2 separate regions of the Zea mays genome follow, and region 2 is linked to region 1. The links are chromatin contacts, called in public HiChIP or PLAC-seq maps. All regions are on one chromosome and are shown on one strand. Each heading gives the region's core, a stretch centred on a gene start, on an enhancer-like site or on the middle of the called end of the contact. The rest is flanking DNA. Distances are from core to core; before and after follow the strand shown.

Region 1 (6,305 bases), core at 2,541-5,040:
ATCATGCATAAAATAACAGGCTGAGGGTTATGGTTGAAAAATCATAGGTAATTTATGCATCAAAGGTATCCAGTGAGCTTGTCATGCTTATCCGGCGAAGGGGGAAGGGGAGCTCGCGGAACTGGCTTCTAGCTCCACTGCCTGACATAGACTTGCAGATCTGGCCTCCACGAGACGGCACGAACGCTCCGATAACTATGCACCATGAACAAGCAAACATACAAACCAGCAAGTATACCAACAAATATTTAGTATAGTGGTCAGAATAGCGATATATGGATGGGTAGAGTCTTGAGTAGAATCTGTGTCATGTGGTGTGGTGATATTACTGGTGGTGGAGCGGAGGTGCTTACCAGGAGGGTGGATTGGAGGCGAAGCGACACTATGCGCGTAGCCGGCAAAGCGGGGTAACTGAGTGGGTGGGGTGTTTGCCTTGGCTGAGGGTGTTGACTATGTGGAGAGGGAGAGGGTAGCTGGGTGTATTTATAGCTGGGTGAATGTGGTGTAGCACAGTGAAGTTCACTGTTGGTGAGAATAGTGACGAATGAATCGTCTGACTTAGTATGAACAGGAGAGTTATAGGCAGAATATGGGACAAGAGTATTTTGGGAGTTTTCTGGAATATGAACCATGCTTAAGGGATGACATGGTTGGATAGGGAATAGTTTGATAAGAATTTAGAAACAAGAATTATTGGAATCTAAGTTTGGAAGCCTGGTTCAAAGGAATCTCAAAGTTAAGCATGCTCAACTTGGACAAACCTGGGATGGGTGACCAGATGGGAAGTTCCCACTGGAAGGAAAATCATAGTCACCGGAGTTCGTATGACTGAAATATTGGTCTGGCAGGTCTTAGATGGACTGGACAGCATGATGGATGAGTAGTTGAAATTTGGGGGTGATCGGATGAACGATGAATAGTAACGATGAATAGTAACGATGATGAATACTAACGGTGAATATGAACGATGAATAGTAATGGGGAATAGTAATGGTAAATAGTGATGTGAATAGTTTATATGAACGAACGATGAACGATGAATAGTGGCTATGAACGAACGATGAACGATGAATAGGAACTATGAACGAACGAACGATCGAATTTCAGCAGCATAACGGCAGGATAAAGATTATCTGGATGAACGATGAATAGGGACTATGAACGAACGATGAACGATGAATAGGAACTATGAACGAACGATGAACGATCGAATGATCGAACGAACGAACGATCGGAATTTCGGCAGCATAACGGCAGGAAAAAGATTATTTGGACGAACAAACGGACGAACGATCGAACGATCGGACGAACGAACCATGAACGATCGGACGAACGAACGAACAAACTAAGAACCGGGGGACGAACGATCGAAGAACGACCGAACGATCCTTGTGCTAGTGTGTGCTTGTGTGGGAGATGAAGTAGGCGTGTAATATTTTGATTTTATATGGCCAAGTATATGGGCCGGGCTTGGGCCGGCATGGCCAACGAATGCATGACGTGTTTTGGGTCGAGCTATGTCAGTATTTTTACACTTTGAACTGGCATAGCACATCCAAAAATTTTTACATTTTAGATTTAGCACGAAGCAGAATGAACTTGGACTAGGCTGACCCGGTCCAATTACCAGCACTAAGTCGTATGCATCTGCCTGCTCTTCGGCGCCTGGACTGCTCTTTGCGACTATAGCTATCCTTATTCTCTAAATATAAATGCTTGCTATAACAGTCTGGTTATAGTATGAATATATATAATTTAGCTGCTACTAGTTATTACAGTCCGATTTAGCTCGCGATTAGTGGTGTAAGAAGGGTGATCAGCCGCGAGCGGTACTGTTTAGATGACTGTATATGAGCAGTGCTGAGGATATGGGCCGACTTTTCGGGCCAGCACGAGCACGATCCAAAAATAGGAGTCCAAAGCATGGCTCGGCATGAAATAATATAGCCAGGCTAGCACGATCCGAAGGTGGGCTTAGGTCGGGCCTTAATTTCCGGCCTATTGGAGCCCCGGCATGGCCCGCATAGATGGGCCAGGCTTGAGCGGGCACGGCCCAATTAAGCTTAATCTATTTGATTTCTTTAATCTAGTAAGATATCGATTTTATATTGTTGTTATATTTAGAGTTTATGTGATCAAATGATGCTAGAATTGTTTAATATCTTTAATTTAGTAAGCTATTAACTTTATATGATTGTAATATTTTGATTTTATATGGTCAATATATGGGCCGGGCTTGAGCCGGCACGATCCAACGAAGGCACGACGTGGTTTAGGTCCGGATTGGGCCACTGTTTTTATACTTCGGGCTGACACGATACGGCCCAAAAGTTTTTTGAGCTTTTCTGATCTGAAACTGTTTGGCACGAAGCACGATTGGCTTGATTTTGAACCGGGTTGGCCCAGCCGCCCAGCTCGACTCAATTGCCCAGCACTATACATGAGCATCGCATCGAATATGCTGTAGTAGCCTACGGACAGTCACGGCGTCAGTCAAGTCAATTGCGAGCGACCTCATCACCTGCCCGGTCGGCCATGCATGACCCTCACGCACAACACAGAGCTGCATGCAGGGGCGAGGGGACCCGGCAGCTCAGGTGATGCGCGACCACGCAGAAGCAGACACGCGACGCGTGGTGTGGTACCATATACTACCATATCATTGATTGATGAGCTGCACAGGGTGCGTGGGTCTGCGCCTGGTAGTGTACAGTACGAGACCGACGATCGAGCAGATGCAAAATCTGCTCCTGATTCCAGGTCACCAATCAATCGTCGGTTGGACGAGAATTGAGCAATGCATGCGTCAGATGATGGTCATGTTCATTCTCTAACGAAGAGAACGGCGAAGAAGAAGATACAACACAGCAAGCAAACGACGCACGTACTGGCTCCAGCACGGAGCAGCAAGAAGCATGGAGGAGCGATACGACGGCCAGGCCTAGCTAGACGACCGGCCTCCAGGAGCAGGAGCAGGGGACAGGGAGGGAGCTTGGTCGCCGTTCGCCGAAACAAACACAGACGGCGGATCGGAGTTCACGACCACCCACCTCTCTGGCTACGGCTACCGATTGGAGTCCGGGTTGGGGCCACTGGGGACCTCGTGCTTGCCGTCCTGCCCCGCGGAGTTCCACCTCCCGCGCGCCCGGGGCTGGGCGGGGCGCCACGGCCACGTCGCGGCGGCCGGCCGCGGCAGGGCACGGCGGCGCCCATCAGCGGCGTGCCAGTGCCACGACGACGACGAAGCGGAAGACGCGACGGGGAACTCCTCCGTCTCGTCGTCGTCCCCGCGCCGAGCCGCAGGCACGAGCAGCACAAGGAAGCCGCACAGGACGAGGACGAGGAGGAGCGGCCCGGCGCGCGGTCCTGTGCCGCATTGAGCTCCTGCCATGAGCAGGAGCCGCCGCCGCCGCCGCGTCTTCAGTGGCTGGAGCAGGAACCCCGGCCAACGCCCATGCGTGCGAGCAAGACGGCGAGACAGTGGGAGAGAGCAGCAGCCAAGCAAGCAGGAGCAGCTAGAGTGTGTGAGAGACTGAGAGCTCGTTCACTTCACTCCACACTCCACAGTCCACAGCGCTATCTGCTATGCACTCGGCTGGGCTTCCGTTGCTGCAGGTGAAAAAAAAACGAGGTGAAGAAATACCAAGGCCAACTGACTGACACCATCATCGCCATACCATACCAGTGGCGCTGCATGTCTTTCCTTCCTCGTGACTCTTCTGCGCATGCATATCATTCGTAACAGGACGCCATTGCAACCACGGAGCTCGTTTCATAATTTTTTTTGAAGCACTGCAGATTGTTTTTCGAACTGTGCAGCTATGATATTATGTCTGCAGTATCTGCTTGATGAATGCTCAAAGAAGAAGGTGGTCAGTGAGGAGCACTGGCACTGCAGGTTTGAAAAAAAGTTGAGCACGGCACGGGATGGGAGGGGGCGAAAGCAGAGGAAGGAAAAGACGGGGGAATAATGGATGGGCATGCAAATGGAAGCTTTGGTTTTCCAAAGGCTGTAAAGCGTAATTTGACGCCTATTGACGGGATATATCCATCGCTAATTCTGTGTTTTGCTATCTACGGCCTCGGCCTACCAAAGACGCAAATCCCTTTTTTTATTTGAATCCTTTAAAGATTTAACATTCTGGTTTACATGTCAATGACTCACAGCAACCTCACATTTCATCGTGATATGGGTGTCAAATCTTGAAATACATGCCAATTGTGGGTCTCAAAATATCAGAATCTCTCATTGGTTATCTAGTTTTATAGTTTAATGTTGTGGATTTCTGATTTTGTTTAAGATTCAAAAATCAGATTACCGAGCGAGTTTGAGGACAAAAAAATGTACACTATCTCGAGTATATAAGCACACCTGATGACTCAGTAATTAAGGAAGGGTGGCAAAGAAGAGAGCTATAAGACCAACTCCAGCAGACTCTCTCTCCGTATCCGTATTTAGCACCGCCAACAGTTTCTCTCTCCTCTCTGTATCCGTCCCCGTTTCCAGCAGACTCCGTATTTGCACTCCGCATGCAGTCTATGACAGCTGGGGCCCACGAGCAGTCGCGAGCGCATGCAATCAGCTGCGGAGAGGAGAGAGAAACCGTGGAAAAGGGGAGTGCAGGTACAGGGCGTGCGTTTTAGGGAGACGGATGCGGAGACTGCTGGACTGATGAATAGTGTGCTCCGCTGTGCAAAAAAGGGATACGGAGCCCCATGCAGAGTACTGCTGGAGTTGGTCTAACAGGGTCCGCCGTGCAAGTCCAAGGAAGACAAGCTTTTTTTCCATGACCGTTGACAAGCACTGTCTGCCTCCTGATGTCTCCCAAGTGGCCTGCAATCGTCCTTTCACTTCACTTGAAGTATAGTCTTGTAGACCCTAGAGCTTACTACCCAAAACCCAGCAGCAGCACAGTATACGTGGCAGCTGATCGGCATGCATGGCCCAACAAACAATCACCACATGCTCTCTTGATTATTGTGGAGGGAACGAACAAGCATGCCATGGAAGGAAGAGGGTCATGATTATTGATTAGCACCGAGACGAGACTCTGTACATGAACAAGAAGCGATGAACCCAAAGGCTGATTTATAGGTTACATGTCAATGACTCACAGACTGTGATATGGGTGTCAAATCTTGAAATACATGTCAATTGTGGGTCTCAAAATATCAGAATCTCTCATTGGTTATCTAGTTTTATAGTTTAATGTTGTGGATTTCTGATTTTGTTTAAGGTTGAAAAATCAGATTACCGAGCAAGTTTGAGGACCAAAAAAATGTACTCTATCTCGAGTATATAAGCACACCTGATGACTCAGTAATTAAGGAAAGTTGGCAAAGAAGAGAGCTAACAGGGTCCGCCGTGCAAGTCCAAGGAAGACAAGCTTTTTTCCATGGCCGTTGACGAGCACTGTCTGCCTCCTGATTAGGGTTGGAAACGAGCCGAGCCGAGCTCGGCTCGGCTCGGCTCGGCTCGCTGCGGCTCATTCACGTAACGAGCCGAGCTCGGAAAACCGGCTCGGCTCGGCTCGGCTCGCGAGCCGGCTCGCCGAGCCTAGTCATAAATATAAATCTGCTCTCTAAATTATAATATAAAATCTTAAAAATATTTTAAATAACATATTTTAAGTTAGTAAAATAGATATATCACTAATATAATATAGAAAATAGATTATTTTTGTATAGTAATCTTAAATAACATAAATTATTGTCTACTCGATACTAATATTATATGCTAACTAAGATTTTATGTAACAAATTGTTGTTGGGTCGAGCCACGAGCGAGCTGGCGAGCTGCACCGAGCTGAGCCGAGCTGACTCGCTCTTTTCACGAGCCACAAAAACAGGCTCGACTCGGACTTGTTCTGAGCGTCGAGCCGGTCCGAGCTACTGTGAGCCCGAGCCAGCTCGTTGAGCTCGAGCTTTTTTTCCAGCCCTACTCCTGATGTCCCCCAAGTGGCCTGCAATCGTCCCTTCACTTCACTTGAAGTATAGTCTTGTAGACCCTAGAGCTTAGGCTATCCGCAACCGTTCCCCCTAAATTTTTCCCCCTATATCACTTTTTTGGGTCACATCATCAACATTCCACCCCCTATTTTTTCATCTCCCGCAGCGGTTCCCTCTAAATACTCCCCCTATATCCCACTACACTATAAAATATCATTTTTTATACATACTTTTCATCTACTATAAATTTTTTATCTACTAACAATTGAAAGCGGGCCCACGTGAATAGTGTTTAGAGGGAGAGAGAGGTATACGCCAGAACGAGGGGGAGAGAGAGCCTTACCTCCGCGTAGAGT
Region 2 (6,305 bases), core at 2,057-4,556, 130 kb before region 1:
ACCCTTTGTTGTACGCAACAAAACAAAGGTGTTGCTGCACTGCACTTTACATGAATGGAATGGCCAGGCGCAGGATGAGGATCAGGATCGACGGGGTGCAGTCGCTGCTTCGGCTACGGCGGCGGCGCCTGAGGCAGAACGAGCCGCACTCCTTGTTTCGCGGTCGCGGGTGGACATGGATGTGAGCCCTGGCCCCGCCCGCCGGTGGGCTGCGCGACCGATTCCTTCCTTGTGGGCGCTACTCAAGTCGGCGTCGGCGGCGGAGTGGAGGTGGGTCCGCTTTCTGGCCCAGTTTCACTCACGGGCCCATCGAGACGCGACTAACTGGACTGGCACTCAGCGAGCGCCCGCTGCAAGCTGAGATCATTTATGCCTTTGATGTTTCTGTCACGATTCAGAATGTAAGCATTTCGGTGTGCGCTATAGCCGATTACGGGACGAAGCCATCTTCGGGCAACGCTCACCAAAGATTTTTCAGAACGTTTGCTTGCAATCATCGTCAAGGAACATGTAACATACAACCAGCGAGCGGGGTAGTATAATCACACACAGGTCACCTCCTGCATGGGTAAAAGGTCCATGGAATCATCCGCTCCAGGCTCGACATGCTTGCGCTTTCAGACACCGACGCGCAAGGGCATCCCAGGCATGATGATACCTCGATGGCCGTCGAAAGATCCTCTCTGCGATGCAAGGGCATCCCTCCCAGGCCTTTTTTTTTTCTACGCACGCAGCGCCGTCTTTACAGGTGACAACGGGCGGCGAGGGAACAGGACCTGTCGGTTGCCAACTGGATAATGGAGATGGCCTTCGTTTTCAATGGACAGGTAAGGTAATTGCTACGCATTTATGATGCTCATACTACACATAAAAGCAGCACGCTGATCTCCCGTGATCAGACAAGGGAGCAAGGAAATAACACGCTCATCAAGATCACATGGCCATTGGATTTCTGGAATTCATCCATACAGCAAACCAAAGAATTAACAAATGCTACTAGCAGAAGTGTGATGACACCATCAAGATTTGCCCAACTCAACTCTCCAATAGGCTAATATATATATAGTGCTTATCCATCATGTCCAGACTCTTATCTACATCTAAGCACACCAAAGAACTAATAGTTGCATCATCATCATATCACGGAACCAAGAAACGCCAAGCCAAAAGAAAACTCTAGACAACCAATGAAAACTCTAGGCAATTATAAGGGAAAACATATACTTAGGTGCATACTAGAGACGATAACGAATCCAACTGACACAGTATTAACGAACGCATGTTGACGAATCCAACCGACACAGTATTAACGAACGCATATTGACGAGTGGGTGGCGGGCGGGTGAGGATGAAAGAAAGATGGGAAAACTCCTTTGATCCATTCATTGGCGATGAGGGGCTGTGCTGTGAGGCGAGGTGTTGTAGGCTGGTTGGTGTGCTCACGAGACGGTCGGCTTCACGGCCACCTGCTTCGCGGGCTCTGTCCCGAGCACGCCGCCCGGTGCCGACATGCCATTGACAGCCGAGGGGTACTGGGGGAGCATGCTGGTGTAGTAGATGGCGCGGCCATTGCTGTCGTACGCGACCTGTGTGGGGGCGGGGGCGTAGGCCGTGGCGTTCGACACCACGGCTGACGGGGCGGAGCCGTTGGCGGTGGCACTGGGTGGCGCGACGGCGTACACGGCGGGGTAGGAGGTCGCGCCTGGGGAGGCGGCGGCCGCAAAGTAGCCGTGGGGCGCCGGGATGAAGAACACGGGGGCATGGTCTGCGCCGGAGCCAGGAGCGACGGATGCGTACCTGCCCTGCACCTGCACGTAGGTCGTCGGAGGCGGAGCGGATGACAGCGGCGGCACGGGCGGCTTCTCCGGGAACTTTGGAATGTAGTACTCAGCGTTGGAGGTTGGGGTGGCGGTCACGGGAGGGTAGGCGCGGGCAAGGGAGTCGTCGCTGCCGTTCCTCGGGAGGGCGGCGGGGACGGGGCCGTGGGTAGGTGCCGGAGCCGTCGCAGGAGGTGGTGGTTGGTGGGTGGCGTTGTCGGCGACCTGCAGCTTCTCGAGCTCCTGGATCTGGCGCTGGTACTCCGCAGGAGAGACGACAGGGGAGACAGCCACGTGGTCGCCCGCGGGGTTGGGATGGCGGTCGTCGTTTTTGGCAGGTATTTCCACGGGCACATTCTCCCTGACCGTCGGAGGATCGCCCGCCGGGTCCTTGACCTTCACCGCCGGGGGAGGAACGAAGCCGTTGTCGAGGCCGAACAGGTAGTCGGGGCCGGCCGCCGTGAGCACCACGTGCGACGGCTGCGGCGGCGGCGGCATCTGAAACGCCGTCTGCGGCTGAGGCGGAGCCTGCTGGACGAACACCGCCTCGTGCTTGGCCTGCGGAGGCGGCGGCGGCGGCGACGACGACTGTTGCGCGAACACCGACTCCCGCTTCTGCTGCTGCGGCGGGGACGACTGGTGCGAGGGCACGGGCGGCGGGTCCAGCTTGGAGGAGGGCAGCGAGACGGTGTTGAGCGCCTCGACGATATAGAGGCGCTGGTCCGCCTTGGGCTCGAGGAGCCCGGCCGGCGGCGGGGGAGGCGGCGGCTGGACGGGGAAGAGGAAGACCCTGAGCCTGGGCGTGGCTCCGCCGCGGCCGGAGCCGGAACCGGCGGCGGGGCCGTTGTTGTGGGCGCGGTCGTACTCGACGACGAGGTGCTCCAGATCCTCGTCGTTGGTGACGGAGATGAGCGCGTCCAGGTCCTCCCCGGGCAGCTGGTACTTGACGCAGACGTCCCGGGCGTTCCCCACGAGCGTGGTGAGGCGCGCGGCGAAGTCGGCGAAGAGGACCGGCCTCTCGAGCGACAGGATCTTGGTCTCGCCGTTGACGTACGCGAGCTGGTTGTCGTGCGGCCGCGGCTGGATGCGGCCCCCGTAGCTGACCATCAGACGCACCTTGGATGGCTGCGGCGGCGGGCGCGGCTGGGGCTGCAGCTGCGGCTGCGCATGCACCGCCGCCACAGCAGCAGCAGGCACCTCCGACCCCTCGTGGTGCGTGTCCTCCGGGGCTGCGGCGGGGTTCGGGGACGACTCGCCGGTTTCGGCCATGGCGGCGGCGCGGGCGCTAGGTCTGGCCGTCTGGGGATGGGAGGATTTGGGATCGGAAAAAGGAGGAGGGAGGCGCTGGGGTGGGGGCGTGTTAAGGGTAGGTGGGGAATGCCTGGCCTGCGAGTAGCGGCGGCGGAGGCGGGTGGGTTTGGGGGATACAGAAAGGATTAGTGCTAGGGAACGGCCGTCGTCGCTGGGATTCTGGAAGCGTGGCGGCTTCGGCGGAGGGGGTGTCTTGACTGCGTTTAGGTTTTTGCCGTGGCCTCCCCTGCGTCGGGACTCGGGAGGCGTGTGGGGACAGTTGGGATTGAGGTGTCCGTCCGCGTCTATCTGTGTGTTGCTGCGGTGGGTCCGTGCTCCCGTGCTTTTCCGCTTTTTTCTCTATTTCTTTTCATTTAGATCATCTCGACCCATTCAACTATATTGTCACTAAAAAAACTATTTTAAGGTAAGCGCTGATTTAGTGACCAGGATCACGAAGAGATTAAAGGGATTGAGAAAGAAATTAGTTTATTTTCCTCTTAATCATATCTAATCCCTATGTGATCCTTTTGTTACCAAATAAACCCTAAAGTTGCTCGAGATAGCCTAACCCGCAATATGTTTTGCGGTAGGAGAATGCATAGTTATGTAATTATGTTAGGCTAGCGAGTTGTTTTGCACAGCTGGTATGTTTAAAATACGGAGTGATATTAATAAGACATTGTTCCAAACGTCTATAGCTAATTTTCTGTATCTACTATATTAAACCATCAATTTCCCGTGTCAATATTTTTCAAAAAACCTCCCACATCTATTTCAAATAACTCGTTGTAGACCCCTACCCTCTGCGCAACCAACCTTTACATCTCAAATCACACCTTTGCATATAGATGGCCAAACGGGCGGCCCGTCACAAGCTCGCTAGGCCTGACGCCCACGGGCCGCATCTCCGGCCTGCTGACCATGCCAGGCCAACCCGTTAGCCCGTCGGACCATTTGGTTAAATCGGCGTAAAATGTTAATAATGACGCAAGAGATGGGGTTCGAACACACGCCATGATGGAAACAAGGGGGGGACACTATTTGAAGTCGTCTAACGAGTAAAACATCAATGCTCAAGTGTTTTAAATACTGAATATAAATTGTACATGTGTATATACAATTTTTTATAAAATAAAAAAATATAACCGTATCGGACCGGACCAGCACTACGGGCCAAGGCTACGGCCCAAGCACGGCTCGACGCTCGTGCCAGGTTGGCCCAGTCACTATTAAATGGCATGTGCCCTAGGCTGGCCCGCCAGGCACGACCCGTTTGGACATCTATACCTCCGCACGATAATGATAGTCCTCGCCTCAGTTACCGCCACCTCGTTCGCCTTCCTGCATCTTTTCTCTCTCCCCTCATGCCTTCGCCTCTGCGCCACCCCATTCTCGCCAGATGGCATGGGAGCAGGCGCCTCCTCCCCGTATTTGTCCGACACCAGCCCTGACATCGACCTGCGCAGTGGCTATTGCATGTCCACGAGGACGTTTCACAGCATGTGCGCACCATCGTTTTCGCCGTCGCCAGACGTCCCATTCGTCTTTCCGGCCTTTGCCTTGTTCTTCATTCCCAACCTGCTGCCCCCGCCCACGGTCGCAGCTGTGAGCCGACCGACGCTCGTCGACAAGGGTACGAGCGAGTCAATCTTACTCCTGGTCTTTCTTTGTGTGTGCCGCCGAGGAGTCCAGGTATGAGATATTGGACAACCAAAGTCCATAGCGCGGCGGCAATCGACATATGCTACGAAGTTGGTGATGGTGTTGTGTCGCCTCAGCGGGTCCAGGGCTGGGAAGGCACTCACACTCTCTTGCCCTTCTCGGACTGACGCCTGGTGCGGGTGCCTCTTGTTTTGGAGCTGCTACAGCTGGGCTGCTTACTCCGCTTGCATGCTCTCTCCCTGTATGCATCTAGAGGTATACTACATAAGCCGCCTCCAGACGCCTAGGTCTTCGTCGTGTCCTTCTCCGACAACGAACAGGTATGCATGTCTCTTCACTTCCCTTCCTGCTCTACAAGACCTTAGAAGTGGGGGCGAGGGATGGGGGGTCCCTGATTTGCTGCCTATGGTACCCGTTCGATGGCTCGACATCGTCTGTCTACATGGCCTTTTTCTTTACCATGGTGTCGACTCGGTATGCTTCTACCACTTATATGTACCCATCCTTATATCATTGCAACTCTATTGTTTTGGGTGTTAATTGTTTGTTGTGCTAAGGACAGAACATAATTTGGGTGTGTTAATACTTTATTTATTGTCTGCACGTGTTTTGTGTTCTTCTGATGATGGCTCATGGATCCTGCAAAATATGTGTTAGGATTTGGAGATCCATGCGGGCACTACCACAGGGTGCTTGTCCCTTGTGTTCTTGGATCTTGCATGCATTAGGTCGTTTCTGAAACCAAATTGTAACAATGGACTCCATGGTGTTTGAGATTACTGAATTGGATGAAGCAGAAATGATTTATCACGCTAACAGTAAAAGGAAAGGTTATTTGTTGGTTTTAAACGTTAGTAGTTGCTACGAAGCTAAGTACCATAATTTATATGGAGCACATCCAGTTTGTATTGATGTCTGACTTTAGCAACCACTCCATATTTGATCTTTCTTTTTTTATAAGCAAATGACCAGATTATAAGCAAAAGCCACCAACAAAGAGGATGTAGGGTATTATCTCGCATTGAGAGCCTGAATCTGTCTAAATCTTCGAGTGAGTTGTGTATTTAGTTTTAGTCCTCAATCTTATGATCTACCATATAAACTCATTGTCGAATATTCCTAGAACAACATCAAATCTCACCGGGAGATGTGACAAAGAACAAGGTAGAGCGAACAAAGGGGTAGAAGAATCGATTTAATGTTGAATACCTCGGTCAATTGTAATCCTCTCGTATATAGAGACTAGTCAGCTGCACATGTTTTGCTATGATTTTTATATATCATATAAATATATATTGATATATTTATTTCTAAACACTAAGGTATGTATGGTCTAGTGACTAGCTCCAAATTTATAGAGTAGTGGGCATGGGTTCGAGTTCTCGCTATGCACTATTTTTTTGATATAATTATCGTATATTTTTAAACATTAAGGTACGTGTGGTATGTTGTTAGCGACGCGGATGGGGTCGGGTGCGTGGGTTCGAGTGCTAGGTGCAAGGTTTTGTGGGGTACCACGAAGGGTGAAGCCAT

The links. HiChIP or PLAC-seq counts read pairs in DNA pulled down with a chosen protein or histone mark.
Region 2: a contact with region 1 is called in an H3K4me3 HiChIP or PLAC-seq map of leaf, with 4 times the contacts expected there. The contact joins the promoter of LOC100278838 here to the promoter of LOC100280380 in region 1. A contact is called at or near these places in 6 of 25 Hi-C or Micro-C datasets (ear, endosperm and leaf) and 1 of 3 datasets of contacts at active chromatin or transcription factors (leaf).

The regions. Positions count from the first base shown.
Region 1 is chr5:223,489,834-223,496,138 of Zm-B73-REFERENCE-NAM-5.0, reverse strand. It overlaps LOC100280380, which reads right to left and starts at 3,790. Exons shown (of 2, transcript NM_001153305.1): 1 at 3,683-3,790; 2 at 2,793-3,609. The coding sequence starts at 3,391. The coding sequence ends at 3,065.
Region 2 is chr5:223,621,587-223,627,891 of Zm-B73-REFERENCE-NAM-5.0, reverse strand. LOC100278838 reads right to left here and starts at 3,306. Exons shown (of 1, transcript NM_001151983.2): 1 at 1,000-3,306. The coding sequence starts at 3,086. The coding sequence ends at 1,440.